2 separate regions of the Mus musculus genome follow, and region 2 is linked to region 1. Evidence: chromatin contacts called from public HiChIP or PLAC-seq data. All regions are on one chromosome and are shown on one strand. The core of a region is the stretch at or near the end of the contact, and the rest is flanking DNA. Distances in the headings are between cores, read along the strand shown.

Region 1 (6,143 bases), core at 1,676-4,175:
AATCCCCACAAGCTGAGATGTAAAGACAACAGAAATGCATCCTCTAAGTTTTAAATGATAGGCGGCAAAACTGAGCTCTCAAGATTCAGACCAAGGACATGTGAACGGACCTTTGAGTAGCGTTCCAGGATTCCAAATGCATACAATTCCAAAAGACTAAGATTCCAAATGACTTATGACCACGGTCTAAGAGAGAATCTGGTCCTTTAAGTGTCTGATGAAGGCTAGCACTCGTTGATGTATGACTACAGATACCATCCCATTAGGTCAAATGTCTCAAAGAATTGTTAATTGAGGAATTGAGTCTCAAGACTATTAAAGTAAATTTTAACCTTATGTGGTATATATCAATTTCCCCCCCTCTCTGTTTCTTCAGTTGAGGAAAGAGACAGGCTAAGAATATCAAGTGTTTTCCAGGGCCTCTTGGCCCAGGCAGGGTTCCAAAAGCTGAACTCAGGCTGGATAGCTGGTGGGTTGTGCTCTGTTGAGTAGAAAAGAAAAGAATCATACCATGTCTGCTCCTCAGACACAGGAAGGACCAGGGAGCAAGGAAATCACTAATTTTCAAGTCCACTGAGCAGAGCCCAAGAGTAAGGTCAAAAATAAAGTGTTTCTTTCCTATTGAGAGCTGGTGGGATGGACCAAGCAAGGCCTGGAGGCAGAAGAGCCTGGAAGAATGCCCAGAGGCCATCGCCTGCCCTGGACCCTGAAGGAATGGAGACTTTTTTCTGCCATCATTTCCTTTAGCTTGAGATTTATCCACATTTTCTATCTGAATAAGGGTAATTAGACTCTTAAGTTACTCACACTGTGAGATGGCTGATCTGTTGTTGTAAAGTTGTGAAGGAAAACCAACACCCCATAAGTAAAGTACGTAGATTCTTCTGCATTAACTGACGCTGAAAATGAAATCTGCTTTCATTTTTAGAGGGTGTGTTATAACACAGAATAGGAATTAAGTGCAAAGAAGTTAGATTTAATAATATATTGATTCAATGTCTGTCTCTCCCATTAAGCTGTCTGTGATCTCATGGGAAAACATCCATGTTCTATGGCTTTAAATCTTATAGGTTTGTAGTCTATAAAGTGGAAGATCACAATTATTCCTAATTTTAAATATTTAAATAATAGAAAATTCAAGTATATTTAACAAGGCATTAAAATACATTTTCTTTTCTTATTTCCCCCTTTCTTCTTTCTGTCCTTTCTTCCCTTTCCCTCCCTCCTTTCTCCCTGTCTTTTTGTCTTTCTTTCTCTTTCTTTCTCCCTTTCTTCCTTCCTTCCTTCCTTCCTTTCTTTCTTTCTCTTTCTTTCTTTCTTTCTTTCTTTCTTTCTTTCTCTCTCTCTCTCTCTCTCTCTCTCTCTCTCTCTCTCCCTCTCCCTCTCCCTCTCCCTCTCCCTCTCCCTCCCCCTCCCCCTCTCCCTCCCTCTCTTTCTTTCTTTCCTTCTGTCATTCTTTCTTTCTTCCTCTTCTGATTTTAACATCTGACCCTTTTACCTGAAAATCCAGAATCCAGCCATATTTTCTGGTAGATCAGAGCAGTCAGTCTCCTGTGTCCTAGTTAATCTTTTTCTGTTGTGAAAACTGACAGAAACAACTTGAGAGAGAAAGGTTTATTTTAGCCCACAGTTCAAGTTTTAATTCATCCTGGTGGGAAGGTAGCATGGAAACAATTGGTTACATGTAATATAAAATCAGGAAACAGGGAAGGGTGAATGCACAATGTGGCACACAGTAGGGGGTCATCCTACCTCAATTAACATAACTAAGGGCTGGCTCTGTGGGTAAAAGAGCTTGTAACATAAGCTTGATGACCTGACTTTCCTCCTTAGAACCCAAGTGTTGATGGAAAGAACCAACCCCTCAAGTTGTCCTTTGACCTCCACAGATCTGTTCTGACAGTGCAAACACACCCACAGTAAAATAAGTGTGAGTGAAGGTGGTTAAAATCACTTATTGGTCTTAGGACCAGTTTCCACCACCTGTGTTGGGTAGTATCTGACATTTTGTTATTCCAGCTCTAGGGGATCTGACTCCCTCTTCTGGATTTCAAGTGCACCAGCATTCATGCAGGTACACACACACACATGTATGCACGTACACACATACACATAATTAAAAAATAAAATTGTATATACATTTTTAAAAAAATTAACAAAACCTCCCATAGTCATACCCAAAGACCCATTTCCCATGAGATTCTAGATTTTTTTCAAATTATTAGTCAACTCTAACCATCACATCTTGTAACCCTAAAAATATTTCTAAGACATTAAGGAAATAAGTACAATAAAATTGATAACATACAAGCAATTTGAAAAATATTAACACAGCCATCCTAATATTTCCTGAGGAAGATCTGTGATAAATATTATTGATTCTCAACTGTCTGTCTTTTCCTAACATTACTTTATTCAGATAAAGTACAAATTTCATTTTTAAGGACTTCCATTTGCTCTATGGAATTCATAGTCACTGGGTATGGGAGTATAACTTCTGACCAACTGTGAGAACATTAGTCACTGGTGATTGGGAGAACAAAGGGAGATTTATAAAAGTGGTGAGCCAGAAAGGTAAAACACATACCTGGAGGAACAGAGCAGAAAAGAGGAGGGAACCATCTTCTTGGCACCCCAACACCTGACCACTTGACACTTCCTTTAAGAGGTAGAATTTATATTGTTCCCATAATCCAACCAGAGAAACTGAAATTTAAAGAAAAGTCCTTAGTCTTAAGTAATTTTCTGGAATTCCAAGTGCTAAGCAAAAAGGACCTACTCACAACCTAAATAGGAAAAGAACTCAGTGTGTAAACACTTTCCATGATACTAAATTCCAAGAAAACTTAGCTCACATCCTCTGAGATAGATTGATGACAGTTGGTGCCTGGAAAGGCATGCTTTGCCAAGGCCGTACTTAGGTACTTCAGAAAGATCTAGCTCAAAGGCATTTTACCCACAGTATCTGCAAAGAGATCTCTGAGAGTGACTAAGGTTTGACCAGCAAGCCTTTGTTGAGTCATCCTCCTCAGAAATACCACTCTGATTCATCAACTATGCTTTTTATGTTAATTGCATGTAACATCTGACATCTTCGTTACCCTTTCTCCACATCACTGAATCCTAAGAAGAAAATGAGACGAGCCAAACCCAGATTATGGCTGAAGTTAAAACTGAGCATTAGTGAATTAAAGTGAAACTTGAATGAGTTCAATATACCATGAAATTCAAAAGAAGGTTTTATATCTCATAAGGTAAAAAAAGAATAGTGATGTTATCTTAATGTTGATGTTATATTTTGTCTACAGGTTGTAGAATATAAACTACATCCTTTTACATAAATCCATACTAATATGATTATTGCAAGAAATATAATTATCAGGAAGGCAGAGTCTTTTTAAAAATTGCTGTCTTTTTTAATCGTTATAAAATTGCAAAATGAGTCACAGTAAACGTATAGGTCTTCCCGAACCTGTTAGCTATTGCATAATAAAGTGGGCCATGGCCTTTCAGTTGAAATTGATATTTGAGCATCTAAAATAAGTACTCAAAAAATGTCTTCAATCCTGGATCACACAAGCCAACCTAGAGATGACCCTTTTGCTCCCTGGAGAAGGTATTGCTCTTTGTGATAAACGAGTTCTGTTTCTCTGGTCTGGTATCAATTTCCCTTGCTGTGGGAACAGGCCGCTGAGTTTTAAGATTTGCTCATCCCCACAAGGAGGTTTTTCTGCATTGCTGACCAAAACACAAAGATCTGAGTAGTTATCAACTCTCCATTCTTTCTGTCACTTGTGAAGATCCACCAGATAGAAGTTCAGGAATCTGGCCCCAGGACAGGCATGGTTGGTGGTGTCTTTAATTACACCTTCCCAGAGAGTTGGGTCCTATTCTCCACCCAGGTCTCTGTCACTGTCTCGCTTCAGTCTCTCCCCAGGCCTGGCTCTTCCTCTGTTTCTAGTACACTGAGAGCTAAACATTCTTCCACTAAATTCCTCTTAGTAAAAGTGATTTTTTTTTGTTTTGTTTAAACAAAAAGCATTAACTTTCACAATATATGTTTAAAAATTAACGAAATCTTAAATTCTCTTAGCCTAACATCCTAAACGAGATCAACCCCTCCCTGAGGGTTGGCTTTTTAACATTGTCTGCATTCAATTTTGCTAAAAGAATAGATTATCCAAATCTATGCTCTGTCATAATAGATACAAGAAACTAGATAAAAATTAAGTGAGAGACAAGTTCTCTTTCAGTGTTCTCTAGTCTCTCTGCCCTTCTTACTCTGAATTTTCATCACTAGAGGAAAGCCATCAAGCTGAACTCTCTCCTACTTGAGCTTTTTCAAAACCTGCCTCCTAATGAGCTACCAGTGTCCAGGACAGTGTGTTGAAAGTCCCTTTGGTTGTTTAATAAAATGCACACAAAGAATTACAAAAAGCTTAAGGATGGTTGTAACAAGAACAACACTCCTATATTTAAAAAATAGGTCTGCCACCCATTCCCTAAGACCTACAAGGCTCAAGTCTAATGCTGCTCACATGCTGGAATTTTGTCACATCACTACTCTTAGCAAAGTCTTCGTCACTCTCATCCTTTGTGTAGATCTCAAACAAGTTTGTGTTATTACTGGATATCATTTGTCAACTAGAGGATGAATATACATGAACAAATGAAACATCACTGCCTTTTGTGTCTCCAATGATAACTGGAGGACAGAACCCAGTGAAATAACAACAGAATAAAATTTACTTCTTGTTTTGGTAAGAGGAAGCCAACAGAAGGACAGCCTCAAGGAGGTCCGTGATCTTGGACAGGAGATGGGAAACAAAAATAAAGAGTAGCCTCTAATTCAAGGCCCTCAAACTCTAATGCATTATTTTCTTTGATTAACATTAGAGGCAATAAACAGCTGCGGTATTAGTATCGTCTGTGGTCTTGTCCTGAAAAATGACAGCCAGTTCCCTATCACTGTATCCCTATCACATATCCTGAAAAGTAGTGTTACTTGTCAACTGCTTGCTATGGTGACAGTTATAGTGGGATTTCTTGGACCTGCCAGGAGATGAATAAAGACACTAAGACTCTTAGGCACTATAGCTGGGCAGACTTCCAGGTAGCTCATACAAATTAACCCCGACTATCATTATTGGCCTAAGTCCCAACACATGACCCGTTACCTCTCAGTTCCAGCACCCATTCCTTCCTGTGTTTCCATGATGAATCTCCTCCCCCTTCTTCTCCCAGAGACCCTCTCTCAGCCCACAAGTTCCATCTTCTCTTTCCTGCCCAGCTATTGACCATTAGATCTTTATTAAGCCAATCAGTGATCGAGGAATATGTATGATTATAAAATACTGAAGCAGGTGATAAGACATAAGAATAACAATACCAAAATCCAGCCAGTACTCAGCTCTCTGTTAGTACAGAATTAAAAATTGAATAATACATAGACAACCCTCACACAATGTACAAAATGGTTATCCCAACATACAGTAGACAGATCATATTTATTTATAAATAAACATACTGACAAGTATTTAAGTTCCTCTTTTTCGTGTTTAGAAAAAATCTCTATGATTGATATTTTTGTAATTCTATTTTATATATATTTAAACAAACAGAAAGAATCTATTAATTCCTTCATATTGGTAAAACATCCATTTCAATGAAAAGGCTTGAAAACTTTATATTGGAAGGTAGAGAAATGGGCCTGCGGTTAGTCCTTTCCCATCTAACTAAGCAAGGTTCACCCTTTACTCAGAGAGCTCCTTGGAATACTACCACCTACATGTTTTGTCACTGCTCGGGAGAAACCTCCCTTTTGAAGAGTTTTCCCTTTGTCCACTTTGGAAGCATTACTTTTAGTTAACTTTATTAAAAACATCTAAGGCACAAATATGCTCAAGAGTAATTTCAATATGCCAGGACACATTACTTTCTAAAAAAATATTTTAAAAAAACCAACAAGAAACCAAGTACTGGGTTTGGGGACTTGAGTGCATAAGCTACTTTTAATTGCTAATGTGGTTGGGGTTGTTCTTGTGTGCAGTGTGTTCAGATGCTGAGTTCTGTGCCCCAGGATTAGATTGCAGTCTGGACTTAGGCATTGTATTGACCAACGTGCTCTAAAGAATACTCTCCAA
Region 2 (6,119 bases), core at 1,628-4,127, 220 kb after region 1:
TCTTTTCTTAGCAAAAGCTACAGCAGTACCTCCGTCCCAGAGTGAGCAGACCCCACAGACCTGACAAATCCAAACCTCTCACTTGAGAATTTAAAAAAGTAATAATCATCACAAAATGAAGACTTACTGCTTGTCATGTGACTTGGCGAGGCGTGCTGTCCATTGGGTGTGCTTGAGGTGAGGTCAATGGCCATATTGGCGTGTTCCCCTTCGGGTGAAAGCTCATTGTCACCTGCTTTCAAAAAAATACATTCTTTTGGTTTCTGTTCATTGTCACGTAACATGTAATTACTCAGACTGCCTCATATTCAGAGGGCACTCAGAACCGAATGCTCAAGAAACATGCTTTTTTTTTTTAAAGAGAAACTACAAGGAAATAAAATACATAGTAAATGAATGAAATGTAGAGAAAACACACACACACACAGCCTATAATAGAAAAGTGAACAAACTTTATTATCATAGCATTCTTACAGGTCAATGACAATAGAGACCATCTGAGGTCCAAAATAGTTGTAGTAGAAACAGCAAGGTTTTTCTAATAATCTAATTTAATCAATATAAAGTACTTTAAAGTAAATATTTTTTAAAACGTTTGCTGGATGGTTCAAATGAGCTTGCTTTTTTAAGAAAGGTGAACTTAAGAAGCCAATTCCTTCCTATTATATGTCTGGGAAAATCAGGTTACCTAGCAGTAAATCTTTAGTACATTTCTCCCCACCCCCACCCCCCAGTAGAAGAAATATCTATAACCTGGGGTATTCTAAATTTAAATTAAACAGGGAAACCAGTCAAATAAGAAACTAAAGATCTGCTGGCTACAAGCCTTAAATAATGTCCTTTCTGAAAAAAGTAGATTTCTATGCCCCCTTCTTAGTTTGCTCCTGGTAATACTTCCTCGTATCTGTTGCAAGGGGAAATGGTGAAGAGCAAATAAAGCTGGAGAACACGTACTAAAGACCCATGGCTCAGGGACTCACACACAGGGAGCAAGAAGCTCACTTGATTGCCCACAGCAAATTAATGAAAAGGAATACTCACATGTTATATAGCCATCAATTGCGTCTGTTTCCATAGTCAAAGTGCAGTGCTGGAACACAAAAGATTGCAACCTTTACCCAAGGATTCCTCCCTGTATCTGCCATTAAATTCTTCACTTATTTCAAGCCCCAAGCAGGTAGTGCATGTTGCTCCTGCAACCTGTGCCTGAGAAACATACTACAGTGTACTGTGCGTGCTCATTTGCAAGTCATTGAACTCTCTGCAAATGATCTGATTCCTGCTGGAGATAGGATAGGGACATAGGGACGCTAAGTGTCCTGTGAGATGGGCTGTAGCAAGAGAAGAACGACTCTCTCTCGTCAAAATTTACCCGGTTTATTGGGGGAAAAAATAGGAGAGGGTAATCTCCAATTTGCCAACTGTAACTGCTATCTAAGTATTTTACCACTCACTACTTCCCACAATCGCCCTGCAGTTTGAGTACTTCCCTAGTATACAGACAGCTCTATTCACAATTGTTGCAAGTTGGTTCATCATGTTCTAATGGGGGGGGGGGGGGGGCACAGAGAACAAACAAAACATAAGAAAACAAAACAAAACAAAACTACTTAGTACTAGACTGTATCCCAAAGACTTTTGCGGCAGTTGGCCAACTCTGGCTTGTACTGACGTTTTAGCCCACCCCAAATCCTGTGTGAGCACCTGTTCCACGTACCCTAATTTCCTGCCAGACTATGGCCGGAGACAATGCCAAGCCTACTTGAGACATTCGGAGTTCCAACAAGTCAGAAACTTTTGGCTGTGCACGAGGGGAGGGGAGGATTTTCCTCTCCCCAAGTGTGAGGAATGATTTTCATGCATCAATAACACAAATACTTTTGTATCCCCAGAAACAAAAGTAAATTGCATGAGACAACACCCCCTAGCTTTGATTCACATCATAAGAAGATCGATAATCTAACTGTATTCTTTGAGGGAAAAAGTTACAGAATTGACAAGTCCTGAAAAAGATTTTTACTTATTTTTCCCCCCTTTGGCCCAGGTCCTTTTTGCCTTTAGTTTCAAAACTCTCAAAGCACCAGCAGCTAAATTATTCACAATGAGCCATTTCTGTATTGATCGCCAAGTATATTTAGCCCTAGCTCCTGGAATTTCTCCATTACTTACTGGAAAACAGGCAGCTTCACTTCTTGTCTCCAAAACCACTTCCCTTCTCCCTCCCCTCCCCTTCACCACCAGCCTCCCTACCCCCCTCCCGCCCCCCAAAAACTTTTCTTTCTTTCTTTATGGAATAATCAGATCAAATTCCCAGTCACTACATAGCAGTTAAATTCCGACCTGCTCTACTCTTATCAAATTCTTTCAATTAGGTTACGTAAGGTTTGAAAGAAAGGGACCCGGAAAGTTTTAAAGGGGAGCAGTTTCTACCGAGAGCTTACAAATGAGTCTATCTCTTTAAAAATGTACACATTTAACACACATACTAAAAAGAAGCGTCAGTTAGAAGCAAAAGAAGTCTGCGCCAACAGTGAAAGGGTTATTAAACCCTCAGTGAAGGAAAAGGAAGAAAAAGGAAGAAAAAGGAGAAAGAGAAACAAAATGTACATACAAAAGAAATTGTCCTCTGATTAAAAAACAGTCATCACCATTTCCAGCTCTGTCGGGAGCTCCCAGCTTCTTCTAACCCCTCAAGGAGGAGGTGACAATGTCGGGCTGAAGAGAAACGGAGAAAGAAAGAAAGAAAGAAAGAAGTTTTTTGTGTCCCCCCCCCCTTCCCTCCCTGCCCCCTCCAGGCAAAGCCCCCTGCAGAGTTGAAGCCGAGGAGGAGGGAAAGCACTTTACAGGTGGGTCATTCCAAGACCGAATCCAGCAAACAGATCGGCTGATAAACAAAACCAAGAAATGAGAGAGAAGGAACACTCCCCCCCAACCTCCTCCTCCTCCTCCTCCTTCTCCTCCTCCTCGTCCTCCTCCTCCCCCGCCCCCGCCCCCTCGTCCCTTTGGGATGGTCTAGTAGGAAAAGTCACTCAGGAATGGCACCACGTACTTTCAGGAAAGAGGAAAAAAAAAAAAAAAAAAAAAAAGACAGGGAGGGAGGGAGAGAAAGAGAGAGAGGTCAGTGCTACAGCAATGCGATTAACGAGAAGAGAAAAAACTTGATCCACCGGTTCCTTAAGAATCGACCAAAAGCTAAGACAAGAAAACTGAAAGAAAAAGGGGAGGGGGGGTACGAGGGGAGGGACAGTCAGGCAGAACCCAGCAAGGAACCTAGGCCAACTTCACAGGACTGTTTTGTGGCCTCTGGCAAAATAGGAAAAAAAGAAAAAGAAAAAGAAATTAAATCTTCATTCCATCTCCTTCGTCCATACCAGAACCTGTCAAAGCGATTTAACTGTTGCTGTTATACATGTGTCACACCAGATTTTTATTATTATTTTTGTTTTGTTTTGTTTTCAATCTCAACAGTATAATAGCCTCTATCCAGACAGCTGCAATCTATGCCAGGTTATCCAATCTTTCTTCTTGGAATTCAAGTTAAAACAAAGCAAAAACAAGTCCAAATCCATGACAGCTATAAAGATGAGAACTGATTAGTCCATTAACATCCCAGAAGCAGATTACAAGGAGGGGACGATACATTAAGGCAAAGGACATCATCTTCAACGAAATTCCCTGAGCGTCCTTAACAGAGATCATTTCCCTAATCAGAGCCACAACCCATCCCTCCCCAAAGAAAAGCGTCTATATTATTATTATCCCTGGTTAACAGCAACAAGTCATTCGATCACACCACACTGTTAAACAAGATTCCATATCATTACACTTAACTTTGAAAACACTCCCCCTCCCCAACCCCTTTGCAAACCATACACAAATTGATAGATAATCTATGAATCAGAAGACAAATAAAACAAGAGCTGTTCTTCCCCACGCAAAAAGCCAAGCGGAGATTTACCTCAGCAGTGCATGCAGTAAAATAATCCCATCACCCTTTTGTTTGTGTTTACTGTTAGTGTGTCCTCTCCCTCTCTCTCTTTCTTTCTTTCCTGTGCCTAACGTGTGTTTGTGCACTGCAGTTGGTGGTGGAAACTAAGGCAGTGGATCTGTAGCTAAGGGTAATCCTGTTTTTACTTCCTCCATCTTCAGCGAGGAGCAGGGTTAGCCCGGGACAGCTGGTCAAACCCCGAGAAACCGATCCGGCGGAGCCCGAGCACATCTCCCCCGCCGGCCGGGCTCGCGCAGACGCCCGCGGGCGGAGGGCGGGCAGCGGCGGCGGCGGTGGCGGCCGCGCGCGCGCGGAGGGGGTTGGGGGGGGGGTCGTCAGCGAGCGCCCGGGTCCGTGAGAGCCGGGAGCGGGCGGGCGGGTGAGCGAGCGAGCGAGCGGGCGAGCGCGCGGGCGGGAGGGGCGGGGGCGCGTGTCTGCGCGCTCGGCCGCTCGTTCGGCGCGCTCGGCAATCGATTACAGGACAAGTGCCGCGCGGCTCCGCGCCTCCTCCGCGCCTCCTCCGCGCCCCGCGCGCCCCCCGCGCCGGCTCCGCCCCTCTCCCCGCGCCCCGCTGCTCACGTTCTCCGCTGGCCGCGCGGGAGGGACGATCTCGGGCTCCCCCGGCTCATGTCGGCCGCGGGAAGTTCTCTCTCTGGCCCGGTACCTCCCCGGATTCCCGGCTCCCGGCACCCGGAGGATCTGGGACACTGAGCCGGACAGAGGGACCCTTGCGAGTGCCCTGGGAGACACGGAGCGAGCGCCACTGTCCCCATTGTGAAAGTGCTTCCCAGTGCAAGTTTAAAATTAGAGTGTTTACTTGCTGTTTATATCCACCCCTGTCCCGGCGTGTGCCACATCCACCCGAGTCAAAGGAACCGTGAGGTTCGAAAAAGTTGTTAGCCTGGAAGTGTAGCCTAGCCTTATGCCAATCACGACGTTTACATTTGTTGGGCGAAGAGCATAGGAATCGTCCTGAGAAAATAAATGCATTTTCAATCTACAAATAGCAGCATTTACTATCTTTCTTGACCACAGAAAGGGGAATAAAGAATTCTATAATTAAAGGGAAAAGGAAAATGAAAGGAGCTGAAAATACTGAACTGTGTAGTCTGAGTGGTTTAAGTTTGAAATCACATGAAATTATCAGGAGTGCCAAACAACATTTCTGAGAAACCGTATCGCATATTGTGTTGAAAATCAATGCTGAAAGAGGAGCAGGCGCTGTGCCTCCCACTCCTTTAAAGAATCCCAGAAATAGTTGCTGAGAGTTTTCTCCCTTCCCCCTTTTCCATGGAAGCAAGCCATATGACACATTGAAAATAAAATCAACTTTCACCTTAAGCACCGCTCTGCCTTGTGTTTAGATTCTGGTGTGAGCAAAGGTTCACAGTGGTATACAATGAATACACTAATAATGTCCAGTGTATCTATTTTCACTTTTTACAACCTTATTATATCTATTGTAGTTACTAAGCAATTTGTTCTTATAGGTTCAGTTCATTTTTTTTAATTATAGAAAATGATGATTTAAAGCAAATAATCATTTCATTGGGAGTAAACCACTTGTGCTCGGGTTTTCAATAATTTCCTGATGATTTTCTTTAAAGTTGCAATATCTGTGACATTGTTAAAACTAACATTTTTACCTACTCCTCAGCTCTCTGAATAAAATCCCCGCCCCCGCCCCCCCCCCCCACACACACACTTAACGTTAGATTTGGAAAGGTCAAACTAAAGAGAATCTAGGAGTCGAGTCTTTCTAATCAATTCAACAGACAGCAAATTCAGAAAGCTGGCGCGTGTGACGCTACAGTATAGAAAAGGTGACATACTATGAAGTGTGAAAGAAGTTCTCAGAGTGTTCCTTCCCACTTGAAAAGTGTCAGCGTATCTGCAAAGTCATGGTGGTCCTTGGGAAAGACTTAAACATTCAGTACTAAAGTCTTCCTAGTTAAAAGCCACAGAATCCGTCTGCAGAAGAAGATTCATTGTGAGATCTGGAGAAGCCATCCTAAGTTACCAAACTACCACACTTGATGTGGTCCTTGCACCTAGCTGACCACTGCTTGATCTAGATCTCTCCTAGCTTATCCGTGTACCGATTTGCTGCCATTGGTTCCCTAGCCACCAG

What was found. HiChIP or PLAC-seq counts read pairs in DNA pulled down with a chosen protein or histone mark.
Region 2: an H3K4me3 HiChIP or PLAC-seq map of the SCID.adh cell line shows a contact between it and region 1, with 36 read pairs. The contact joins the promoter of Ikzf2 here to the enhancer-like site in region 1. A contact is called at or near these places in 11 of 39 promoter capture datasets (the 3T3-L1 cell line, the HPC-7 cell line, HPC-7-derived erythroid cells and 7 more), 2 of 15 datasets of contacts at CTCF or cohesin (CD8 T cells and the NIH/3T3 cell line), 9 of 484 Hi-C or Micro-C datasets (the Ba/F3 cell line, the HL-1 cell line, Th1 cells and 5 more), 12 of 115 datasets of contacts at active chromatin or transcription factors (CD8 T cells, the NIH/3T3 cell line, the SCID.adh cell line and 7 more) and 4 of 9 other capture datasets (adipose tissue, embryonic stem cells, liver and 1 more).

What each region holds. Positions count from the first base shown.
Region 1 is chr1:69,458,381-69,464,523 of GRCm38.p6, forward strand. No RefSeq gene overlaps it. Among named protein-coding and RNA genes, the nearest start is that of Gm28497, 30 kb to the left of the region's middle. Within about 2 kb of position 2,926, at least 35 of the 459 cell types and tissues checked have an H3K27ac peak or open chromatin away from gene starts, as enhancers often do. A contact at or near this core is called in the Ba/F3 cell line, the HPC-7 cell line, the SCID.adh cell line and 1 more, where this site is marked.
Region 2 is chr1:69,683,083-69,689,201 of GRCm38.p6, forward strand. It overlaps Ikzf2 (IKAROS family zinc finger 2), which reads right to left and starts at 2,878. Exons shown (of 8, transcript NM_011770.4): 1 at 2,612-2,878; 2 at 1,042-1,090; 3 at 128-232. The coding sequence starts at 1,075.